Linked DNA regions of Mus musculus: region 1 is linked to region 2. The links are chromatin contacts, called in public HiChIP or PLAC-seq maps. All regions are on one chromosome and are shown on one strand. The core of a region is the stretch at or near the end of the contact, and the rest is flanking DNA. Distances in the headings are between cores, read along the strand shown.

Evidence for each region. HiChIP or PLAC-seq counts read pairs in DNA pulled down with a chosen protein or histone mark.
Region 1: a contact with region 2 is called in an H3K27ac HiChIP or PLAC-seq map of embryonic stem cells, with 14 read pairs. The contact joins the promoter of Nfkbie here to the enhancer-like site in region 2. A contact is called at or near these places in 8 of 39 promoter capture datasets (the 3T3-L1 cell line, the HPC-7 cell line, embryonic stem cells and 3 more), 3 of 484 Hi-C or Micro-C datasets (bone marrow-derived macrophages and embryonic stem cells), 14 of 115 datasets of contacts at active chromatin or transcription factors (the 230-238 cell line, the HPC-7 cell line, double positive thymocytes and 4 more) and 3 of 9 other capture datasets (adipose tissue, liver and pancreatic islet).

The regions. Positions count from the first base shown.
Region 1 is chr17:45,553,235-45,557,193 of GRCm38.p6, reverse strand. Nfkbie (nuclear factor of kappa light polypeptide gene enhancer in B cells inhibitor, epsilon) reads right to left here and starts at 1,494. Exons shown (of 6, transcript NM_008690.4): 1 at 880-1,494. The coding sequence starts at 1,253.
Region 2 is chr17:45,456,905-45,460,436 of GRCm38.p6, reverse strand. Spats1 (spermatogenesis associated, serine-rich 1) reads left to right here. Exons shown (of 8, transcript NM_027649.3): 4 at 3,118-3,279. Among named protein-coding and RNA genes, the nearest start is that of Spats1, 16 kb to the left of the region's middle. Within about 2 kb of position 2,021, at least 13 of the 459 cell types and tissues checked have an H3K27ac peak or open chromatin away from gene starts, as enhancers often do. A contact at or near this core is called in embryonic stem cells and trophoblast stem cells, where this site is marked.

The DNA.
Region 1 (3,959 bases), core at 245-2,744, 97 kb before region 2:
TCCAACAAGCAGGTCAGGACAGGTACCCCCTGCATCCCAGCGTCTCTCTCATCTAGCTAGCACTCCAGCTGCCCCTGCTCTAACACCCACAAAGCCCAGTCACCTCTTCTGCACTTGACACCTACACACTTGATAGCCTCACAGTCCAGCTGCACCTGATTCCAGCTGGACCTAAGGGAGAAAAGGGAGATCAAGAGATGGGACAGCAAGAAGAATTTGGGGAGCTCAGGAGGTAACTGTTGGGGAGGCTGAGGCCAAGCCATTACTTCCCTTTTCTCAGCAGAGGAGGAAGTGAGCTGGGGCAGCCAGCTGCCTATCCTGTTTGTTGGGGGCAAAAATTCTCAGTCTAGTCCCTCTTTTGGAACCACTTTCAAATGGGCATCCAGGTAGCACCGTTAATCCAGGCTTCCTGAGCTCAGATGACAACCTGTAATCCTGGTGTAGTCTTTTTTCCCCCCTCTGGTTAGGGTGTTCTGAAGTTAGGCATTGGTATCCCAAATATTGAGCAAACAGGGACATTCCTTCCCCCAACAAGAAAAACAAAAACTGAATTGGTTGCGGGGGAATTCCTCTTCCCAGGAGTGGGTCACTAGTAGATTTTCAAGACTGTGGCTGGTGTTCTAGGTTACAAGGGCACTGCTATCCTGTCCACTCCCAAAAGAGGTGATGATGTCTGGTTTTTGGTCTGAACCTGGCTACAGCTTAAAAGCAAGTTGCAAGTTAAGTTTGGAGTTTGGAGAAGGAGGCTGGCCCTTCCAGGGCAGGTGCTGTGAGGGTCTATCCTCTCGGGTGATGAAGTGGTGGTGGTAGCCCAGCCAGTTGCAGCTCGGAGGGGGGCTCTAACTGAACATCTTATCTCAGCCTAGCCAGTTTACTCACGTGTCTCCATCCTCAGAGATGTATGTGAGCGCCTCGAGTTGCTGAGGGCTCAGCACCCCCGCGGGGGGCAGCGGCGATCCTGGGGCGGGAGGGCTTGGATCCTTGGCTTCGGGTCTCTCCAGTAAGGGGAAGGATTCAGTGAGAGAGGAGGAGGCATAAGTGGAGTCCGCTCGCTCTCCATCCGCATCTTCTTTCTCTGGTTCCTTGTGGGTCTCCGGAGCATGTCTCCAAGGCTGTGGGCAGCCGCTTTGGGATGATCCGGAGCCTGGGGCCGCAGTAGGTTCAGGCAGGGAGCGTAGAGAGCGCAGCGACTCTATGCCAGAGTCACACTGGCTATCATCCGCCTCGTCCGGCCCCTTCCGCGCATCCGACATGCCGGCCGCGCCAGCCCGGGGTCCAGGGTCCAGCGGGATCTAACTCTGAGGTGTGCAAAAGCGAGCTTTTCCGGGTTTGTGTGACCGCCTAACAGAACCAGAGTCACTCTCCGAGCGGCTTCATTACCTGCCTGTGCAGGCGCGGGGAGCGGATGAGAAAAGCGAGAGGTCCAGGGCGCCGGCCAGGTCCACCGCAGCGGGTGCTTTGGGCAGCTGAACGGTCCCTAGTTAGGTCTTCTCTGTCGCCCCGCCCCCGGACCCAAGAAGTGGCCCGCAGCCACTGCCACGCCCACAGCCCCGCCCTCAAAGGAGCTTCCGGGTAGAGCCCCGCCCCTCCGGAATCCCCCTGTTTGCTGCTTGCGTAGGCAGGGAGTCTCTGGTTACCAGTCTTGACTCACTCCTGCGTGGATTGTTTCGCCCATTCATTCATTCACTCATTCTTCCCCTTCCCTTTTATTTCATTCACTAATTCCGTGCATTTGTTTGTTCCTTCTTTTTAGTTCCGTGGTGTCTTCATTCATTTATTCATTCAATTGTTTAAAAAGTGTATTTTTAAAAAACTTTTCTGCATAAACCGGCTACTTTGTGGGGAGTTTGTGTAGGTTGGTGGTGGTGGTGGGGTGTCTTAGCGTTTCTATTGCTGCAATGAAATACCCTGACCAAAAAGCAAATTGGGGAGAGAAGGTTTTATTCGGCTTATACTTCAAGATCATAATCCATTATCAAAGGAAGTCAGGACAAAACTGAAACAGGACATGATCCTGGAGGGAGAAGCTGATGCAGAGGCCATGGGGAGCGTCTTGCACACTGGCTTGCTCCCCATGGCTTGCTCAGCCTGCTTTCTTATAGAACCCAGGAATACCAGCCCAGGGATGGCATCATGCACAATGGGATGGGGTGGGCCTTCCCCATCAGTCACTAATTAAGAAAGAGGCTTACAGCTGGATCTTATGGAGGCATTTTAACCGAGGTTCCCTCTTTTCAGATGACGCTGGCTCCCATCAAGTTGCCTGACTAGCCAGCACAGATGGGGAAGGGGTGGTGATGGTGGCTCTGCTTGCTATCCTCTGCCTATTTTTTTCTCAACTTCTCTTGCCTTTTCACTTATTTTCAATCAGTGCTCAGGGGGATTGGTAAGAGAGAGTGCATCTATTATCTTCAGGGGAGCAGCTTTTCCCTGGGAAACCTTCATAGACAGTTCTGGGTCAACTCCCCTGATGATAGACTTGGCAGGAGGATGTGATCTGGGGAAGTGGGTTTTCTAGGGAGGACTTATCTCACAAGCCTTGGTGGTCATGGGGTTTCTTCTTCCTTGCAGGGTGTGCACTGGCCTTTGGTAGGTACAGGAGATGGCTGCCCCCAGCAGTCAAAGAAGTTTAGTTCCTCACAGTGGAGCCAGGGTGGGGAGGCCCCTGACACTACTGAAGTTTCCACCCTAGCCCTGAAGTCTTTCCCCTCCCTTCTTGCTTTTCTTCAACATGACTAGGGTTTGAGAGAACACCACCCACAGGCGATCCCTGAGATGGAGCATCTTGCTGCTCTTTTCTTGGGGCTAGCAATGCCCTTAGAAGACCATTGCCAACCATAGGAACAGCTTCATTGCATCCTTGGTACTGGGGGATGGGGGAGCTAGCAGAGATAGCTATTATGAGCCATTCTCTTCTGCCTCCCCCCCCAAAAAAACCTTATTTTCTTCATCCATTCACTCGTTTGCAAACATATGGAGCCACTCTTGAAAATGACCCAGGTTCAATTCCCAACATCCACAGGTGGGCTAACAACCATCTGAGATCTAATATGATGCCCTTTTCTGACCTCCACAGACACTAGATATGAACAGATGCAGGCAAGACACTTATACACATAAAATAAAAATAAAAAATAAATAACTCTTATTTATTTACCTTAGTTTGTCAAGACAGGGTTTCTCTGTGCGCTCTGGCTGTCCTGGAATCACTCTGTAGACCAGGCTGGTCTCGAACTCAGAGATCCACCTGCCTCTGTCTTCTGAGTGATGGGACTAAAGGTGTGTACCACCACTCCTTTAATAATAAAATTCCTTTAAATAAAATGTTTGAAAGTTTCTGGCAATCACAATGTAGAATGTTTGTCACATAGTAGGGCCAACTACTTATTCAGTGGGGAAAGAGACAGAGTTGGTTCAACTTGAGCTGGAGATGGCGAGGGAAAGAGTTGAGGAGAGCCTCCTCTCCTCCCAGGAGTCAATGCTGTGACCTTAGCCAAGATGTGTAACAGTGAGGACATGGAACCTGAGGAGACCACCCCCTGGAGCCAGGCAGGAGCCCCAGTGGAGGGAACAGGACACCAACCCAACTGCAAAACTTTCGACCTAAAATTTGGCCTGTCTAAAAGAATTGTAGAGACAAAGATGGAGCAGAGACTGAGGGAATGACCAACCAATAACTGTCCCAATTTGAAACCTATCCCATGGGCAAACACCAATCCCGAACACTATTAATGACACTCTGTTATGCTTGCAGACAGGAGCCTAGCATAACTGTCCTCTGAGAGGCTCCACCCAGCAGCTGACTCAGACAGAAGCAGACACCCACAGCCAAACATTGGACTGGTCAGGGACTCTTATAGAAGAGTTGGAGGAAGGAGTGAGGGCCCCCAAGGCATTGGCAACCCCACAGGAAGACCAAAGTCAACTAACCTGGACCCTCGGGAGCTCTCAGAGTCTGA
Region 2 (3,532 bases), core at 772-3,271:
CCCCAGAACACACATGGTGGAGAGAACTGACTCCTGGAAGCTGTGCTCTGGCCCCCACCATGATGATGCAACACAAGAGCATGCACACACATGTACACAGAACATAAAGCTAACTGTTTGACACTGTGCTTGGCTAGCTTGCTCCCTCATACGGTGTGCATAGGACTAATTACTACTTACTTTTCACACCTGTGAAGAAACAACTTAAAATAGTTAAGGGTTTGTTTTGACTCAAAAGACCACACAGCAGACGGGAAGACATAGAGACAACTCACACTGTGTGTCCACATTCAGGAAATGGAGAGGGAGAGAGAGACAAAGAGACAGAGAGAGATAGACAGAGACACACACACAGACAGACAGAAGGACAGAGAAACACAGAGAGAGACAGACAGAGAGACAGAGATAGGCAGAGAGAGATAGGGAGAAACAGAGACACACAGAGAGACAGATAGAGGGACAGACAGAGGGACAGAGACAGATACGTTGGAGTCACAGAGACAGATTGACAGACACACATAGAGGAGACAGAAAGAAAGCTACAGATAGTTAGGTAGATAGGTAGGTAGATATATAGGTAGATATATAGATAGATGGATGGATGGATGGATGGATAGATAAGTAGTTAGGTAGATATACAGATAGATAGATGGATGGATGGATAGATTGATAGATAGGATGGCTGATGTTCAGCTTGCTTCTCTTTATTCAACCCAGGATTCTGTCTACATACCAGCCTTTCTACCTCAGTAAACCTAATCTAGAAGCCCTCACTGGTATGCTCAGAGATGTGTCCTAGGTGAATTGAGATCCCCTCAGTTGAGCCCATTGACCTCTCTGTGTAGGTCTGTGTCAGCATACAGCAGCATTCAGAGAAGAGTGAAGCAACCCAGTGACGCATTTCTCAAGTCATCCAGTGACACGCTAGAACAGCCGAGTTGCAGTATGCAGAGCATGTCCTCTCTAGTTGCATGGGTCCCAGACCTTCCCCTGTAACAGTGCTTCAGGCCTGTGTGGCTGTTCGCATTTGCTGTTTTTCTCGTCCTAAAGGACTGATGGTTTTTATTTCATGTATGAGTGTTTGTTTGCATCAGGTTGCCCAGAACTGGAGTTACAGATGGAAATGAAGTTACAGAGAGACTCAAGTCCTCCACACAAGCACTCGCAGTCAGGAAGCGGAGTGCAGGGAGCACCCCAAGCCCCCAGGCCTCCCATCAGAACACACCCCAAGCCCCCGGGCCTCCCATCAGAACACACCCCAAGCCCCCAGGCCTCTCATCAGAACACACCCCAAGCCCCCGGGCTTCCCATCAGAACACACCCCAAGCCCCCGGGCTTCCCATCAGAACACACCCCAAGCCCCCGGGCCTCCCATCAGAACACACCCCAAGCCCCCGGGCTTCCTATCAGAACACACCCCAAGCCCCCGGGCCTCCCATCTGACCTCTGCTCTTCGCTGGCTACCCAGGGGCTTCTCCTGCAGCTCTAGAACGACTGGATTCTTTTGTTGTTTAGTCACTTTAACTAGTTTTATAAGGACAGTTTCAAATGAACTGGGCACCCAAAGGGCCAGTATCTAGCCTGAGGAAGCACAGTGGTTTCCCTTCTTTGGTGGCTGTGTGTCCACAGGTCGCTGTGGTGCACCACACATGTGGGGCCAGGACCATGCTGCACCCAGATAGGCTGCCAGAACTGATCTATAGTGCGCATCCCCCCTCTCCCCACAGCCACTGGAGGGACGGCTGATCACAGGGAGGATGTTAGGACCCTTCCCAGCCTCTGTAGCATGTGTGAGCCTGTAACTTTGGTGAGTTCTGAAAGGGAAGGAAAACTACAACTGAGCAGCTTCTTGAATAACTTTCCTCCTCTTCCTCCCGTGCCTAGTTTCCCTGAGTTTGATGCTACCCCTGATGCAGAACCAAGGGCTTTTATGCACGGAGAAAGTCTCCAGTTTAGCTGGGTGTGGTGGTGCATACCTACAGTTAGGAGGCTGAAGATCAAGAGATCGAGGCTGGGGGCTGGGAAGATGGCTCAGTAGGTAAAGCTTACCTCACAAGCATGAGCATCTGAGTATAGACCCCAGCACCATGTAAGAAACGGTAGGCACGAGAGTATGTGCCCATAATCCCAGTGACGTCAGGGGTAAGAAGATCCCAGCGATCAAGTCAAATGAGTGAGCTCTTGGTCCAGTGTGAGATCCTGTCTCAAAAAGTAAGATGGACAGGGATGCAGAGGTAGTATGGCTGTTAAGAGCACTGATTGCTCTTCCAGAGGGCACAGGTTTTATTCCCAGTACCCACATGGTGGCTAACAGCTTAACTCCAGTTCCAGGGGAGTCAGTGCCCTTCTCTGACTTCCATGGGCACCAGGCAGACACATGGTACACAGACATACAAGCAGGCAAAGCACCCAAACATACAGAAGCAAAAGTAATTGTTTTAAAATAGGTGAAAAAGCAATTGAAGAAGACATTGATGCTGATTTTTGCTACATAATCCTACACTCACACATATGTACCTACCTGAACATACATGTATATACAGACGTGCACACACCTCACAAAAGTTCAGTCTAGCCTGGACTACATAGTGAAACTGCATACATGGTCAGGAGCACTGGCTGTTTTCCTTGAGGACCTGGGTTTCGTTCCTGGCACTGACATGGTGGTTCATAACCACCTGTAACTCCATGTCCAGGAAGACCCAAGGCCCTCTTCCGGCCTCTGTGGGTACTGCATGCATGTGTGGCGGACATGTGTACTTGCAGACAAAGGCTCATACACATTTTTTAAAAAAGTTTATGTGGGTTGGTGAGATGACTCAGCGGTTAAGAGGGCTGACTGCTCTTCCAGAGGTCTTGAGTTCAATCCCCAGCAACCACATGGTGGCTCACAACCATCTGTAATGGGATCTGATGCCCTCTTCCGCTGTGTCTGAAGAGAGTGACACTGTACTCATATACATAAAATAAATAAAATAAATCTAAAGAAAAAAATGTGTGTATGTGAGAGGGCTGTAAGCCGATAGGGCCTGAGGAGGGGTGGGTTTAACAGCTTGTCATCTAATTGTCTTGAGGGCCTGGAGCAGCGCTAACAGAAGGGTTTCTGATGTCTTGCAGAAGATGGGCAGCGTCCTGAGTGGACATTTTATCCAAGGTTCAGCAGCAACATCCACACCTACCACATTGGAAAGCAGTGCTTCTTCAATGGGGTCTTCCGGGGCAACAGGAGGTCTGTGGCAGAGAGGACAGTGGACAACAGCCTCGGGAAGAAGAAATACGGTAGTGTGTTTCCTCCATCAAAGGTGGAAAAAAAAAGAAAAGAAAAGAAAGAAAGAAAGAAAGAAAGAAAGAAAGAAAGAAAGAAAGAAAGCAAGCAAGTCCCAGCTGTGGAGCCTGCTTTCTCTGGCTGGGAACAGCTCTGCAGGGCCATCCTGTTTTCCCACAGTGCAGCCAGGAAGACAGGAAGGCAGAGAGCCTCGTTCCAGGTGGCAGGTTTTGATAAAGGGCCCAGAATGCATGCTGGTCCACTTTT